Regions from separate parts of the Macaca mulatta genome. Here region 2 is linked to region 1. A link is a contact called in public Hi-C data. All regions are on one chromosome and are shown on one strand. The core of a region is the stretch at or near the end of the contact, and the rest is flanking DNA. Distances in the headings are between cores, read along the strand shown. Region 1 holds the start of DUSP12 (dual specificity phosphatase 12). Region 2 holds the start of HSPA6 (heat shock protein family A (Hsp70) member 6).

Region 1 (7,359 bases), core at 544-3,043:
CCCATTGCCTCTGAAATATTATCAGGTACAAAAGAATTATTCCTTTTTCCTCTTGAATTCTGAACCATGTGACTGTATTACCTATTCAAAAATAATAACAGTAATTTTAAAATTTTTTATAATGGCTCAGAACAAATCCAAACTCCTGGCTAGACACAGTGGCTTACTTACCCCTGAAATCCCAGCACTTTGGGCGGCCGAGGTACGGGATTGCTTGAGCCCAGGAGTTGGAGACCAGCCTGGGCAACAAAGTGAGACCCCACCTCTACAAAAAATTAGCCGGATGTGGTGGCGCGTGCCTGTAGTCCCAGCTACTCTGGAGGCTGAGGCGGGAGGATCACTTGAGCCTGGGAGGTTGAGACTGCAGTGAGCCGTAATTACGCTACTACACTGCAGCCTGGGTGACAGAGCAAGACTCAAAATAAAAATAAATAAAACAAAACAAAAACAAATCCAATCTCCTTTCATCTTAGCATTCAGGGACCTCAAAATCTGGTCCCAGACTTCCTTCGATTCTATCACTATCTTCTGTCTTTTATGTGCTCAATAAATTTAAACTATTGTTATTATACTCCAATCCAACCAAGAACTGCTTAGGGATTCCCATTTTCTTTTCTTTTCTTTTTTTTTTTTTTTTTTTTTTTTTGAGATGGAGTCTTGCTCTGTTGCCCAGGCTGGAGTGCTGTGGCACAACCTCGGCTCCCTGCAACCTCTGCCTCCCAGGTTCAAAGTGATTCTCCTGCCTCAGCCTCCCGAGTAGCTGAGACTACAGACGAGCGCCACCACGCCCGGCTAATTTTTGTATTTTTGTTAGAGACGTGGTTTCACCATATTGGCCAGGCTGGTCTGGAACTCCTGACCTCGTGATCCGCCTGCCTCCCAAAGTGCTGGGACTACAGGCGTGAGCCACCGCGCCCTGCCGGGATTCCCATTTTCTTTTTGTCTTTGCTGCAACTATCTCCTCCCTAGGTAAAGCCCAGGGATCCTTTAGATCCAAACCAATTCTCCTCTTCATCAACCACCCCCTACCCATCCCAAACAAAAACATTGAACCCTAAATCTTTGTAAATCCTGTTTACAAGACACCAAGCAACCTAATCTGCATTACAATCATCGGTGGGTGTCTAGCTTCTCCAACAGAGCCGTAAACTCCTTGGGGCGTAGGTAATTTGTCATTTATCGGATGACACCTCCCCCGCCCTCTGTTGCAGCAGGAAGAACCAACTAAAGCATGAATGAATGAAAGCCTGCACACACCAGGGGCCCGCCTCCAGCCTCCTCCTCTCTTGGATACACGCCTCCTGCGGGAGGTAGCTGGAGGAGGTTCACGCGGCATGACCGCGCTCTCGTCCTCCCGAGGGCCTCGGAAGGAAAGGGGTGCTTGGCGGGGCACGTCGCCACTGACCCGGCCACTCACCAGTGCACCAACACCGTACGGCCCTCAGCGCGGGCCTGACCGATGAAGGCCACGCACCGGTCCAGATGGCTGAGCAGATCGGTCTCGGGTTTGTCCAGCGCTGGCACGAAGAGGCGCCACAGATCCTCGACCCCAGGCCCCGCCTTGAAGCTGGGCTCCTCCGAGTCCACCGTTAGCACGGCCGTGATGCCCGCTTCCCTCAAGTGGTCTGGCTCCGCGACGGCCGCGACCCCACTGAGATACAGTCCTGGCTGCACTTCCAGCATCTGCCCGGCGCAGGTGGCTCTGCTGGCACCGGGGTTGCAGGGCTCGCAGCCATGACTCGGGCCCGGAGCCTCCAACATGGCCGCGCCCAGACACCAGGCGGCTCCTGCCCTACCATCGAGTAGGCTCCGGCTAGAACATCCTTCCCCTGGGACTCGCCAGCCTCAGCGGCTCAGCTGCTCCCTTGGAGGACAACGTTGGCCGCAGGAAAATGGACTTATCGCTAAGGGGCGGAGCTTCGGCCCCATTCAGCGCGGCGTTTCGTGCCCTGTTCCCTCTGACCCCCACCCCAAAGTTGATGGTAAAGGATAAGCTTCCCCAAATACAGGGTTTCTCTGGCTTTTAATATTGAAATTTTCAGGAGAGAGACATCAGGAGCAGCTGAACTCAAATGTGAAATAAAGGTCGCACCGGCTGAATCAGAAGCGTCATTTTATGCATTTGAAGTACAATTATTTTCAGTATTATAAAGCCATCTGTACTTTGCATCTTATGATTATTTTTCCTTTTTCTGCCCAATTTCATTATTGGTGTGTGAATCCTTGTTGATGTTTACTGTCTATTTATTTTGAAGATGTTAATCCTATATTTTTGTAAGTCAATGTCCTCCAGCCAGGACTACCCGAAACCAACTTTAATTAAGCAAGTTGGTTTTATTACTCAGTCATGAGCTATGGAGAGTTTCAGGGCATCTCAGCACGAGGATGTTAGGAAGATCCTATACAGATTTTGGGCTTTTATCTGGGGATTTTTGGAAAGGGTTTAAGGAAGCCGGCTTTGCTCCAGATTGAATGCTGCAGGAAGATACTCAGTACTATGAGTATCTTTTATTTATCTCTTGTATAGGGAGGACTATTGGGGGAAATTCAGCCCCCAATATTTCACGTAGGTTCTTTTCTATTTTCCCTAAGTGTCAGCTGGTCTGAGAAATAAAGGGAAAGAGTACAAAAGAGAGAAATTTTAAAGCTCGGTGTCTAGGGGAGACATCACATGTCAGCAGGTTCCATCATGCCCCCTGAGCCACAAAACCAGCAAGTTTTTATTAGCAATTTTCAAAAGAGAGGGAGTGCACAAATCGAGTGTGGGTCACAGAGATCACACGCTTCAAGGGCGACAAAAGATCACAAGGCAGGAGGTCAGGGCGAGATCACAAAGTCAGAGTGAAACTAGAATCACTAATGAACTTCCATGTCCAGCTGTGCACACATTGTCATGGATAAACAAGGTTCAAGAGCAGAGAACTGGTCTGACTAGAATTTGCCAGGCTGGAATTTCCTAATCCTAGCAAGCCTGGGGGCACTGCAGAAGACTAGGGCGTGTTTCATCCCTATCTACATCTGCATAAGACAGACACCCCCAGAGCAGCCATTTTAGAGGCCTCCTCTGGGAATGCATTCTTTTCCCAGGGCTGTTAATTATTAATATTCCTTACTAGGGAAATAATTCAGTGATATTTATCTTGCCCGTTTTCAGTAATGAGAGAAATATGGCTCTGTCCTGCCTGCCCACTGGCAGCCAGACTTTAAGGTTATCTCCCTTGTTCTCTGAAAATCGCTGTTATCCTGTTCTTAAGGTGCCAGATTTCATATTGTTCAAATACACATGCTCGACAAACAATTTGTGCAGTTAACGCAATTATCACAGGGTCCTGAGGTGACAGTCATCCTCAGCTTACAAAGATGACGGGATTAAGAGATTAAAATAAAGACAGGCATAGGAAATCACAAGAGTACTGATTGGGGAAGGGATAAATGTCCATGAAATCTTCACAATTTATGTTCAGAGATTGCAGTAAAGACAGGTGTAAGAAATTATAAAAGTATTAATTTGGGGAACTAATAAATGTCCATGAAATCTTCACAATTTATGTTCTTCTGCCATGGCTTCAACTGGTCCATCCATTCAGGGTCCCTGACTTCCCACAACAGAGGACAGGCGAGAGAGATACTAAAGTTGTAATTGGTCAAGACGTAGAAGTTATAATGCTGGTATAAAGATAGATACATCGATCTGTTTCTGTTCTAGAACAGAACAAACCCTTGCATGTGGAGTCCTAATTAGGGAAAAGGAGTCAGGCTGGCTGGACGAAGGGAAGCAAAAGGAGAAAGCAGATAAGCCACAAGTCTGCCTTTCTTCATGGTCCAGGACACACAGCCCTGCTGTGCAAATAACTCAAAATCTGCCTGAGCCCAGCCATCACCAGACCCCTAGCTGATAGAAAAATGGAAGTTAGTTCACTGCAACCTTGACATTATTAGTACTGCACAAAGCCCTCTTCTGCACACAACATAAGCACCATTCTACAAAATCCCCAGCAAGCCTTTGTTTTCTAGCAGTCAACTTCTCTCTTGCTGACCTGCCTGTTGTACCCTTGCAATGTATTTTCATACTTTCTCTAATAAACCTGTCTTTCTTTACCTACAACTGTGTTGGTAAATTCTTCCTACCACCTGTGTCACCAGCCCAGAAAGTTGTTGATCACCTGCCACATTGCATATATGTTAGAATAATCTTCAAAAAGAGTGTCAAGACCACACAATGGAAAAAGGACAATCTCCTCAACAGTGTTGGCAAAAACTAGATATCCACATGCAAAAGAATGAAGGTGGACCCTTACCTTGGACCATATACAAAAAATAACTCCAAATAGATTAAGGACCTAAAAATATAACATTCTTAGTAGAAAACATATGGGGAAAGCTTCATGGCCTTGGATTTGAAAAAAAATTTAAAACAGGTAAGGGTCAATGGTCTCATTGTCTAACGTGTTATCCGAACTTGTTGTCTCATGACTGAGAAAATTAAGGAGCGTGGGCACAAAGAGTGAGGTTGAAGCAAAAGTTTAATAAGCAAAAGAAGAAAGCTCTCCACAGCAGAGAGGGGAGCCCAAGTGGGGTGCCATTTTTACAGTTGAATTCAAAACATGTTATAAGAAACTCCTCTCATCTCTATAGCTGTTTGAGTAACTTCTCTTATGAATAAAGCTGTCTGTGCAACTTCCCTTATCTTCTACAGATGTGGGTATGTCTCTAGGCAAGCACAAAGCATGGCTTCTCTTATTTGTATCACTGTGGGTTTGTTTTAGGTAAGGCCGCGTCCTTCTTGTGCAAGTTCCCACAGAGTCCACTATGTATATGCCTGAAAAGGGGAGGAAAGTTTTTCCTGGGAGCTGGCCAATTACATGAAGAATGAAAGGCATCCATGCTGGACCCTGCCTGCTTATCTATGCAGGTACAGCCTGAGTTTTGCCTAAGCTGCTCTATTTTGCTTGTAGCTGTGGTTTTTCAGGCAGGCTGCTTCTCCAAGGGCTGGCCTTAGCTGTCTACCTAACTGATTGTTCCTTTCCTTCTCCCTCAATTTCTTGGATAAAATACCAAAATCACAGGCAACAAAAGTGAAAATAGACAAATGGTACTATATCAAACTTTAAAATGTCAGCATATCAAGAGAAACAGTCAATAGAGTGAAAAGGCAGTGTATGGAATGGGAAAAAATAATTGCAAAGCATATATCTGACAGGTTAATATGCAGAACATATAAAAAAAACTCCTACAACTTGACGACAGAAAAACAAGTAACCCAATTTTCAAAAAACTGGGCAAACAAGCTGAATAGACATTTTTCCAAAGAGGATATACAAGAGGCCAAAAAGCATAGGAAAAAGATGCTCAAGTTGCTAATCATTAGAGAAATGCAAATCAAAACTATAATGATATATCATCTTATACCCATTAGGATGGCTGGTATTTTTTTTTCAAGCACAGAAAATAAGTGTTGGCAAGGATGTGGAAAAATTGGAACCATTGTGCATTACTGAAGGGAATGTAAAATGGTGCAACCACTAGGGAAAACATTATGGAGTTTCCTCAAAAGATTAAAAATAGAATGACCACATGATCCAGCTTCTAGGTTACATAGCCAAAAGAATTGAAAGTGTGATCTCAAAGATATTTGCACACCCATATTTATGGCAACATTATTCATAATAGCAAAAAGGTAAAAGTAACCCAAGTGTCCATCATGGATTAATGGATAAAGAAAATGTGGTAGGGGCCTGCCACAGTGGCTCATGCCTGTAATCCCAGCACTTTGGGAGGCCAAGGCAGGTGGATCATCTGAGGCCAGGAATTCAAGACCAGCTTGGCCAACATGGCGAAACCCTATCTCTACTAAAAATATAAAAATCAGCTGGGCGTGGTGGTGGGCACCTGTAATCCTAGGTACTCGGGAGGCTGAGGCAGGAGACTCGCTTGAACCAGGGAGATGGAGGTTGCAGTGAGCCAAGATCGTGCCACTGCACTCCAGCCCAGGGGATAGAGCAAGACTCTGTCTCCAAAAAAGAAAGAAAGAAAGAAAGAAAGAAAGAAAGAAAGAAAGAAAGAAAGAAAGAAAGAAAGAAAGAAAGAAAGAAAGAAAGGAAGGAAGGAAGGAAGGAAGGAAGGAAGGAAGGAAGGAAGGAAGGAAGGAAGGAAGGAAGGAAGGAAGGAAGGATATGGTATATACACATGATGAACTATTATTCAGCCATAAAAAAGAGGGAAATTCTGTCACATGCTACAACACAGATTATCTTTGAGGTCAGGTGCAGTGGCTCAAGCCTGTAATCCCAGCACTTTGTGGGGCTGAGGCTGGCAGATGACCTGAGGTCAGGAGTTTGAGACCAGCCTTGCCAACATGGCAAAAACCTGTCTCTACAAAAAAAAAAAAAAGAAAAAGAAAAAAAAAAGGCCAGACATGGTGGCTCACACCTGTAATCCCAGCACTTTGGGAGGCCGAGGCAGGTGGATCACCTGAGGTCCGGAGTTCAAGACCAACCTGGCCAACATGGTGCAACCCCATGTCTACTAAAAATACAAAAATTAGCCAGGCATGGTGGCGGGTGCCTGTAATCACAGCTACTTGGGAGGGTGAAGCAGGAGAATTGCTTGAACCAGCTTGAACTCATGCCACTGCACTCTAGCCTGGGCAACAGACTGAGACTCTGTCTCAAAAAAACAGAAACAAAAACAAAAAAATTAGCTGGGCATGGTGGTGCATGCCTATAATCCAGCTACTCAGGAGGCTGAGGCAGGAGAATCCCTTGAACCCGGGAGGTGGAGGTTGCGGTGAGCCAAGATCGCATCACTGCACTCCATCCTGGGTGACAGAGTGAGATTCCATCTCAACAACAATAAAAACTTTGAGGACATTATGCTAAGTAAAATAAGGTACAAGTGTAGATGCTGAGGATATAAAAATGTGTGACAGTCTTTGCTCTCAAGGAACTTGGTGAAATGCTGGAGTGAAAGTAAGTAAATAGCCTAATTAGTGTTATAGTAGAGGCAAGGACAGTGTACTAAGGGAGCACATGGAGGCATCCAATCCTAATGGAAGGGGGGTAATTAGGAATGGCCTCCCAGAAGAGGTGATGCTTGATCTGCATCTTGAAGGATGAGTGGGAATTTGTCAGGGAAAAAGGAGGGAGATGAGGAAAGAAGTTCTAAGTTGAAGGACCAACATCTTCAAAGGCGCAAAGGCCAGAAAGTCCCATCGAAGTGTAAATGTGTAAAAGGGAGAAAGAAGGATGATGCAGATGGTGTTCACAGTTGCTTTCAAGACACTGGAAAGATAGGCATGACCAGGTCATAAGGGCAACATATGCCTTGCTAAGAAGTTTTAAATTTTTCCTAAAGATCATG
Region 2 (6,888 bases), core at 3,929-6,428, 170 kb after region 1:
CTCAACTGGCAGTAAAGTTGTGCCTGAGGATATTTTGCAAGTTCAGTCACTTGCTATAAAAAACACACAACTAGCTGGGCGTGGTGGCTCACACCTGTAATCCCAGCACTTTTGGAGGCTGAGGCAGGAGGATCACCTGAGGTCAGGAGTTTGAGACCAGCCTGACCAACATTGTCCCATCTTTAATAAAAATACAAAAATTAGCTGGGTGTGATGGCAGGCACCTGTAATCCCAGCTACTCAGGAGGCTGAGGCAGAAGAATCGGTTGAACCCGGGAGGCAGAGGTTGCAGTGAGTCGAGATGGTGGCACTGCACTCTAGCTTAGGTGACAGAGCAAGACTCCGTCTCTGCAAATATACAATAAAATGCACTTTTTCTCACGTGGCTCAGCATCCAACTGTATTTCAAAGGCATAATATATCCAATTGCAAAACATCTAGGGGAAGTGGAGTTATGGCCTATTTGTAAGGTGGCATGCTCAGGCTCTAGAATTAGACAGGACAGAGTTCTTCATTCCAGCCTTCCCTTCCCCTGTCCCCACTTAATAGCTTTGTGTCTTTGAATAAATTGTTTAACCTCTTTGAACCTCATAATCCTCATATTCAAAAAGAAGACAGTATTCCATAATGCTGCTGTGAAGATTAAGTTAGATTGTGTATGTCAAGTACCTGGTACGTAGTTAACATCCAACTAACAATGAATAGTAATTGCTAATGTTTGTTGATAGTATATTATATGCCTGACATTCTTCTTTGCCTCTTACACGTATTAATTAATTGAACCCTCACAACAATCTGGAGGTTGGTACTGTTATCATCATCACCCCAACTGCAGGGAAGGGGAAACTCAAACTTGGAGAGTTTAATTTGCACAGTATATAAAGTGGCAGGGCTGAAAATCTATAGTCTTGTTCCAACATCCTCATTATGCCATAGGCAGAAACCAGATGGGATCATAATATTTCTCTGACATGAAGTCAATAGTAACTTTAATCATACCACCAGACCTACTTCCTCTGACATATACCATCCTCCAGAGTCCAGGACTCAAGGTCTTTTCTCTAAAAGAACAATGGATAAAGTGACATGATTAGAAACAGCTAATAAGCATGTAAACTATTTGTTAGTGTTACTAAAACACCTAGACTGACAAACTAAACCAGGCTCCTATGACAAAAATACAGAATTTGTATCATAGGATCACATATGGAAACCTTGCCAGTACTTAAGTTTCTCCTCATTCTCTGCTTTTCCAATTCCACATCTCTCCCTCTCTTCCTGCATTGTAAGTCTCAATCCTCTCCTCTTTATCAGCCCTAACTCTTCAGTACTGTTCCAATGTGTTGATCTCAAACTCTTTTCCAAATCATGCCTTCCACTATAGAAATCATGCACATGGTCTCAGGAATATTCTTCACATTCCTCCTTCAGCACCCACCCCAACATTTTCTGCTCCTGAAAGCCTTTGTGTACTTTTGTACTTTGATTGGTTGGAATGAAAAGTGTCACACGAGCATTAATAAATTAATGACTTTTTATTTGAAGCAGAAGAGGACGAACTTCCCTCCCCACAGAAAGTCAAAAGACTTCAGTTATGAAATATTCTGGGAAGAAAGTTCTAGCTTTGGGGAGAAGACCCCCCAGCCCTTCATCTCTGAAGGGTAGGATCATAGAAGACAGTCTAGAAGGCCCATACCACAGCCCTGACATTCACAGCTGACTTACCACGAAGGACCATTCAATCAACCTCCTCAATGATGGGGCCAGTGCTGGGGTCTCCCTGACGGGCTTGAGCGCCACAACTGCTGCCCCCAGGGACACCAGGCCCTCCATAGAGCCTGGAGAAGATGGGGCGACAGATTTGCTCCAGCTCCCTCTTCTGATGCTCATACTCCTCCTTCTCTGCCAGCTGGTTGTGCTCCAGCCAGGCAAGGACTTCCTGACACTTGTCTTGCACATTGCGCCTGTCCTCTTCGGGAATCTTGTCCCTAAGGCTTTCCTCTTGCAAAAAACCTTTCACAAGGAAGACATGGGCCTCCAGCGAGTTTTTGGCAGACACTCTGTCCCTCTGGGCCTCATCCTCAGCCTTGCACTGCTCGGCTTCATGAACCATCCTCTCCACCTCCTCCTTGCTCAGCCGGCCCTTGTCATTGGTGATGGTGATCTTGTTATCCTTACCTGTGCTCCTGTCAGCAGCTGTCACGCTCAGGATGCCATTAGCATCAATGTCAAAGGTCACCTCTATCTGGGGGACTCCACGTGGGGCAGGAGGGATGCCACTGAGTTCAAAACGCCCCAGCAGGTTGTTGTCCTTGGTCATGGCCCTCTCACCCTCATACACCTGGATGAAGACCCCAGGCTGGTTGTCCGACTAGGTGGTGAAAGTCTGGGTCTGCATGGTGGGGATAGCGGCCTTCCTCTGGATCAGCGTGGTCATCACCCCACCTGCTGTCTCCAGTCCCAGAGACAGGGGAGCCACATCCAGCAGCAGAAGATCCTGTACTTTCTCACACTTGTCCCCCATCAACACGGCCGCCTGCACAGCAGCCCCATAAGCCACAGCCTCATCAGGGTTGATGCTCTTGTCGAGCTCTTTGCCGCTGAAGAAGTCCTGCAGCAACTTCTGCACCTTGGGGATGTGAGTGGAGCCCCCCACCAGGACGACGTCATGAATCTGGGCCTTGTCCAGGTTGGCATCCCGCAGGGCCTTCTCCACCGGTTCCAGGGTACTGCGGAAGAGGTCTGAGCACAGTTCCTCAAAGCGCGCACGAGTGATGGACGTGTAGAAGTCCACGCCCTCGAACAGCGAGTCTATCTCCAGGGTGGCCTGGGTGCTGGAGGACAGGGTGCGCTTGGCTGGCTCACAGGCTGTGCGCAGCCTGCGCAGGGCCCGCTTGTTCCCACTTAGGTCCTTCCCATGCTTCCGCCGGAATTCTTCCATGAAGTAGTTCACCAGCCGGTTGTCGAAGTCTTCTCCACCCAGGTGGGTATCTCCAGCAGTGGCTTTCACCTCAAAGACACCGGCGTCAATGGAGAGAACCGACACGTCGAAGGAGCCCCCACCCAGGTCAAAAATGAGCACATTGCGCCCCGCCGGTCCAGCCCATAGGCGATGGCGGCCGCCGTGGGCTCATTGATGATCCGCAGCACGTTGAGCCCCGCGATGGCCCCCGCGTCCTTGGTGGCCTGGCGCTGCGTGTCATTGAAGTAGGCGGGCACGGTGATCACCGCGTGCTTCACGGGCTGGCCCAGATAGGCCTCGGCTGTCTCCTTCATCTTGATCAGCACCATGGACGAGATCTCCTCGGGGTAGAACGTCTTGTCCTCCCCGCGGTAGGACACGCGCACCTTGGGCTTGCCGCCCTCGCTCACCACCTGGAAGGGCCAGTGCTTCATGTCCGACTGCACCGTGGTGTCCGCGAACTTGCGACCGATCAGCCGCTTGGCGTCGAACACGGTGTTGTCCGGGTTCAGGGCCACCTGGCTCTTGGCCGCGTCCCCGACCAGCCGCTGGGTGTCGGTGAAGGCCACGTAGCTGGGCGTGGTGCGGTTGCCCTGGTCGTTGGCCAGAATCTCCACGCGACCCTGCTGAAACACGCCCACGCACGAGTAGGTGGTGCCCAGGTCGATGCCCACCGCGAGCTCCCGTGGGGCCTGCATGGCTGAAGCTTCTCGTCTGATGCGCGAGGCCAGGGACGCTGCTGCAGCTCCGCCGTCAACGGGCGCTCAGCAGTGAGGCTCTCCCTGCGGTTTCTCTCCAGCCAGCCCGGCTCGGCTCTGCTCAGCTCCGCTTCCACGGGATTTTTATCCTTTTGCGCCTCCTGGGCTGACTCAGCCGGGCAGCTCGGCGGCCCGCGCGGCGCTGACCGCGGGAGAAGGCTTTGGCGGATCCGGTCATGAGATGGGGGGCGGGGCGGCTACGCCAGGCCAGCCCGCCTCTGACTCAGGGCTGCTGAAGAAACGTGGGGAAGGTTCTAGCTCCTCCCGGCTGGCTCTGAGGTTGCGCCGCTGTGGCAGAGGCTGCAAAGGCAGCAACTTTAGAGGCAAGGCCTCCCCGGGGCTGTGGGAGGTCGGATCCGCGAGGTGCACAGGGTCCTGCCCGCTGCCTTGGAGGGCCGCTGCGAGTCCAGCGGCTCAGGAAGCCCAAAAGCATGTTACCATGCGAATACAGATATATAAGAGATATATGTGTATATCTTAAAACAGTTTTATCTTGAACAAAATATTTTCCAAACCGCGATTTAAGACGGTGCCTGATTCCTTCGTGAATGGCCAGAGAGAGCGTTAAGGAATGATACTAAGCTTTAAGAAATGATCATGCAGCTCTTTTGTTCTGTAGTAGCATTGGTGGTTCAGTGGTAGAATTCTCGCCTGCCACGCGGGAGGCCCGGGTTCGATTCCCGGCCAATGCACGCTTTATTTTCTCTATTCAGTTATTTTTCTCATCTAAGGTTAATGACTCTTGAATAAATTAAACCATGTCGCCGAAGGCTTTAGGCTCCTCCAATTTTGTTCTCTCTCCTTTACCACTTTCCTCAAAGGAGAGGTGACATCGCGCTGTGGCCCTACGACTCGGGAGAGACCTCGCCGCTCAGCCCAAGAGAGAATGCAACACCTGGGAAAGGAGGACGCAGTGTATGGTCGGGATGTCCCTCATGTTCTCCCCAGCGTTTGTAACACCGAGGAGCCTCCTCTCCAGAGGCCCAGTGGAGAGGCCCAGTGTGCATTTTTCTCAGTGGCCTAAGTGGGTTCTGAGTCAGAGACCAGGACTCAGGTGGAGAGTAAACTACTACAGGCTCCAGTCCGACCTATGCCCTAAATGCTGGAGGATGAGATGGGTTCACTGGGCAGTAAAGTCACACTGGTTTCTATCAGGCTGTGACTTTGTGATTTGAGGCCATTTCCCACTTTTTTAAATCCAGAACATTCCATTCAGATCTTCTGGTGTTCGGATTTCTACTGAAAGCCAAACAAGGAGACATTTCTGAGACTTCTGAAGGTTGACAAAATCCTCACACAATTTTCCGTGACCTCCCCATCCGGGAATCGAACCCCTCTCTCATGCATGACAGGCAGACATACCACTATAGTAACAAGGGTGGCAACTGTAATGGCTGGCAGCTGGAGAGTATGTGTTATATTCTGGTGTTATAATTTAGCAGTGTATTAGAGAAACTTAAAAGTTGGCTTTTGGCCGGGCGCGGTGGCTCAAGCCTGTAATCCCAGCACTTTGGGAGGCCGAGACGGGCGGATCACGAGGTCAGGAGATCGAGACCATCCTGGCTAACACGGTGAAACCCCGTCTCTAATAAAAAATACAAAAAAAAACTAGCCGGGCGAGGTGGCAGGTGCCTGTAGTCCCAGCTACTCGGGAGGCTGAGGCAGGAGAATGGCGTGAACCCGGGAGGCGGAGCTTGCAGTGAGCCGAGATCTGGCCATTGCACTCCAGCCTGGGTGACACAGCAAGACTCCGTCTCAAAAAAAAAAAAAAAAAAAGTTGGCTTTTATTTAATGTTACTTGCCTGATTCAAAGGAAACTTCCATTTGTAAAAAGACAAACTAAAAGCCCTTCCTCCATAGGTGGCTATTTTCTCCTTTGACAGGTTAGAACCCACTAGGAAGTTCGAGAGACCTTTTAAGAGGGAGGCAGGAGTCCAGAAGTAGAGGTCAGTACTGTTCCTGGGCTGAGTTTTTTGGTCAGTCCTCTCTCGGAGAGCACCAGTGACAGCTGGTAGAATTTGCTGCTTGAGAGATCAGCTGTACTGGTAAGGTGATCAGTCCAGGGAAAAAAAAGGAATGTTTAAAGAACTGGGCAATATATGACTTCCACAGTGGAAAATCAAACTGTCGTCGAAAAGAAGTAACCTATGTCATAACTCCAGGAGGGAAATAAGCTGTCGGCTTTAAATTCACTCACTCTCAGTGTCTAAGCTGGTCACAGCTGGATGCCAGAGTCAAGACATTTGCTGACGGCCTGCAAGAGACGTGTCTTCACCTCAGCAGGGAAAAGCTGGCCCAGCCAGGGGGTCTGTGCACTGGCTTGTTAAGGGATTCTCTTGTGTGGACTCTTCCAACCTTCTCTTCCAGCCCCTAGCCACCTCAAAACCCCACTTACCCACTCACCTCCAAGAGTTACAGGTATGGCCCTAACGCAGCCTATGAATGTTACCACAGCATCACACAGGCATGCTTCCAATGTCACTCACTTCTTTTTAATTGATCTCTTCAGAGTGGTTCAAACATAGCACAGGGGAGCTTATGCATGCAGTACAGTTTTGGTTTTGTTTGCTTGTTTTTTGTAAAAGAGTCACTGCAGGGTTGTTGGGGTTTTTTTCATTTTAGTTTTTTTTTTTTTTTTTCTGGTTCCTGCTCTGTTCCCCAGGCTGGAGTACAGTGATGCAATCCCAGCTCACTGCAGCCTTGAACTCCTAGCCTCAATCAATCCCGCCTCCACCTTCCACGGCTCTGGGATTACAGGCATGAGCCACCACAGTTGGCCTAGTACAAATTTTATACATACACTTAAATATATCCACTTATGTTTAGTAGCTTAGTTTGAGTAGCTTTAAAAATAGAACTGACCTTAAAGTAATAACTTAAATAGACATTGTAAAGTGGTACAATGCTCACGACTCAATATTGAGTACAAAAAAAAAGCAAGTTGTATGTATTAGCCCATTCTCACACTGCTAATAAAGACATGCCTGAGACTGGGCAATTTACAAAAGAAAGGTTTAACGGACTTATAGTTCCACGTGGCTGGGGAGGCCTCACAATCATGGCAAAAGATGAAAGTCACGTCTCACATGGTGGCAGACAAGAGAGAGCTTGTGTGGGGAAACTCCCCTTTTTAAAACCATCAGATCTCGTGAGACTTACTATCACAAG

The links. Hi-C and Micro-C count contacts between places; a contact is called where the count stands out from the background.
Region 2: a contact with region 1 is called in a Hi-C map of fetal cortical plate, with 1.8 times the contacts expected there. The contact joins the promoter of HSPA6 here to the promoter of DUSP12 in region 1. A contact is called at or near these places in 2 of 14 Hi-C or Micro-C datasets (fetal cortex germinal zone and fetal cortical plate).

The regions. Positions count from the first base shown.
Region 1 is chr1:105,164,789-105,172,147 of T2T-MMU8v2.0, forward strand. It overlaps DUSP12 (dual specificity phosphatase 12), which reads right to left and starts at 1,794. Exons shown (of 5, transcript XM_015114018.3): 1 at 1,418-1,794. The coding sequence starts at 1,761.
Region 2 is chr1:105,333,031-105,339,918 of T2T-MMU8v2.0, forward strand. HSPA6 (heat shock protein family A (Hsp70) member 6) reads right to left here and starts at 5,179. Exons shown (of 2, transcript XM_015113951.3): 1 at 3,090-5,179; 2 at 1,520-3,087. The coding sequence starts at 3,660. The coding sequence ends at 1,739. It overlaps TRNAG-GCC (transfer RNA glycine (anticodon GCC)), which reads left to right and starts at 4,342; the gene lies at 4,342-4,412.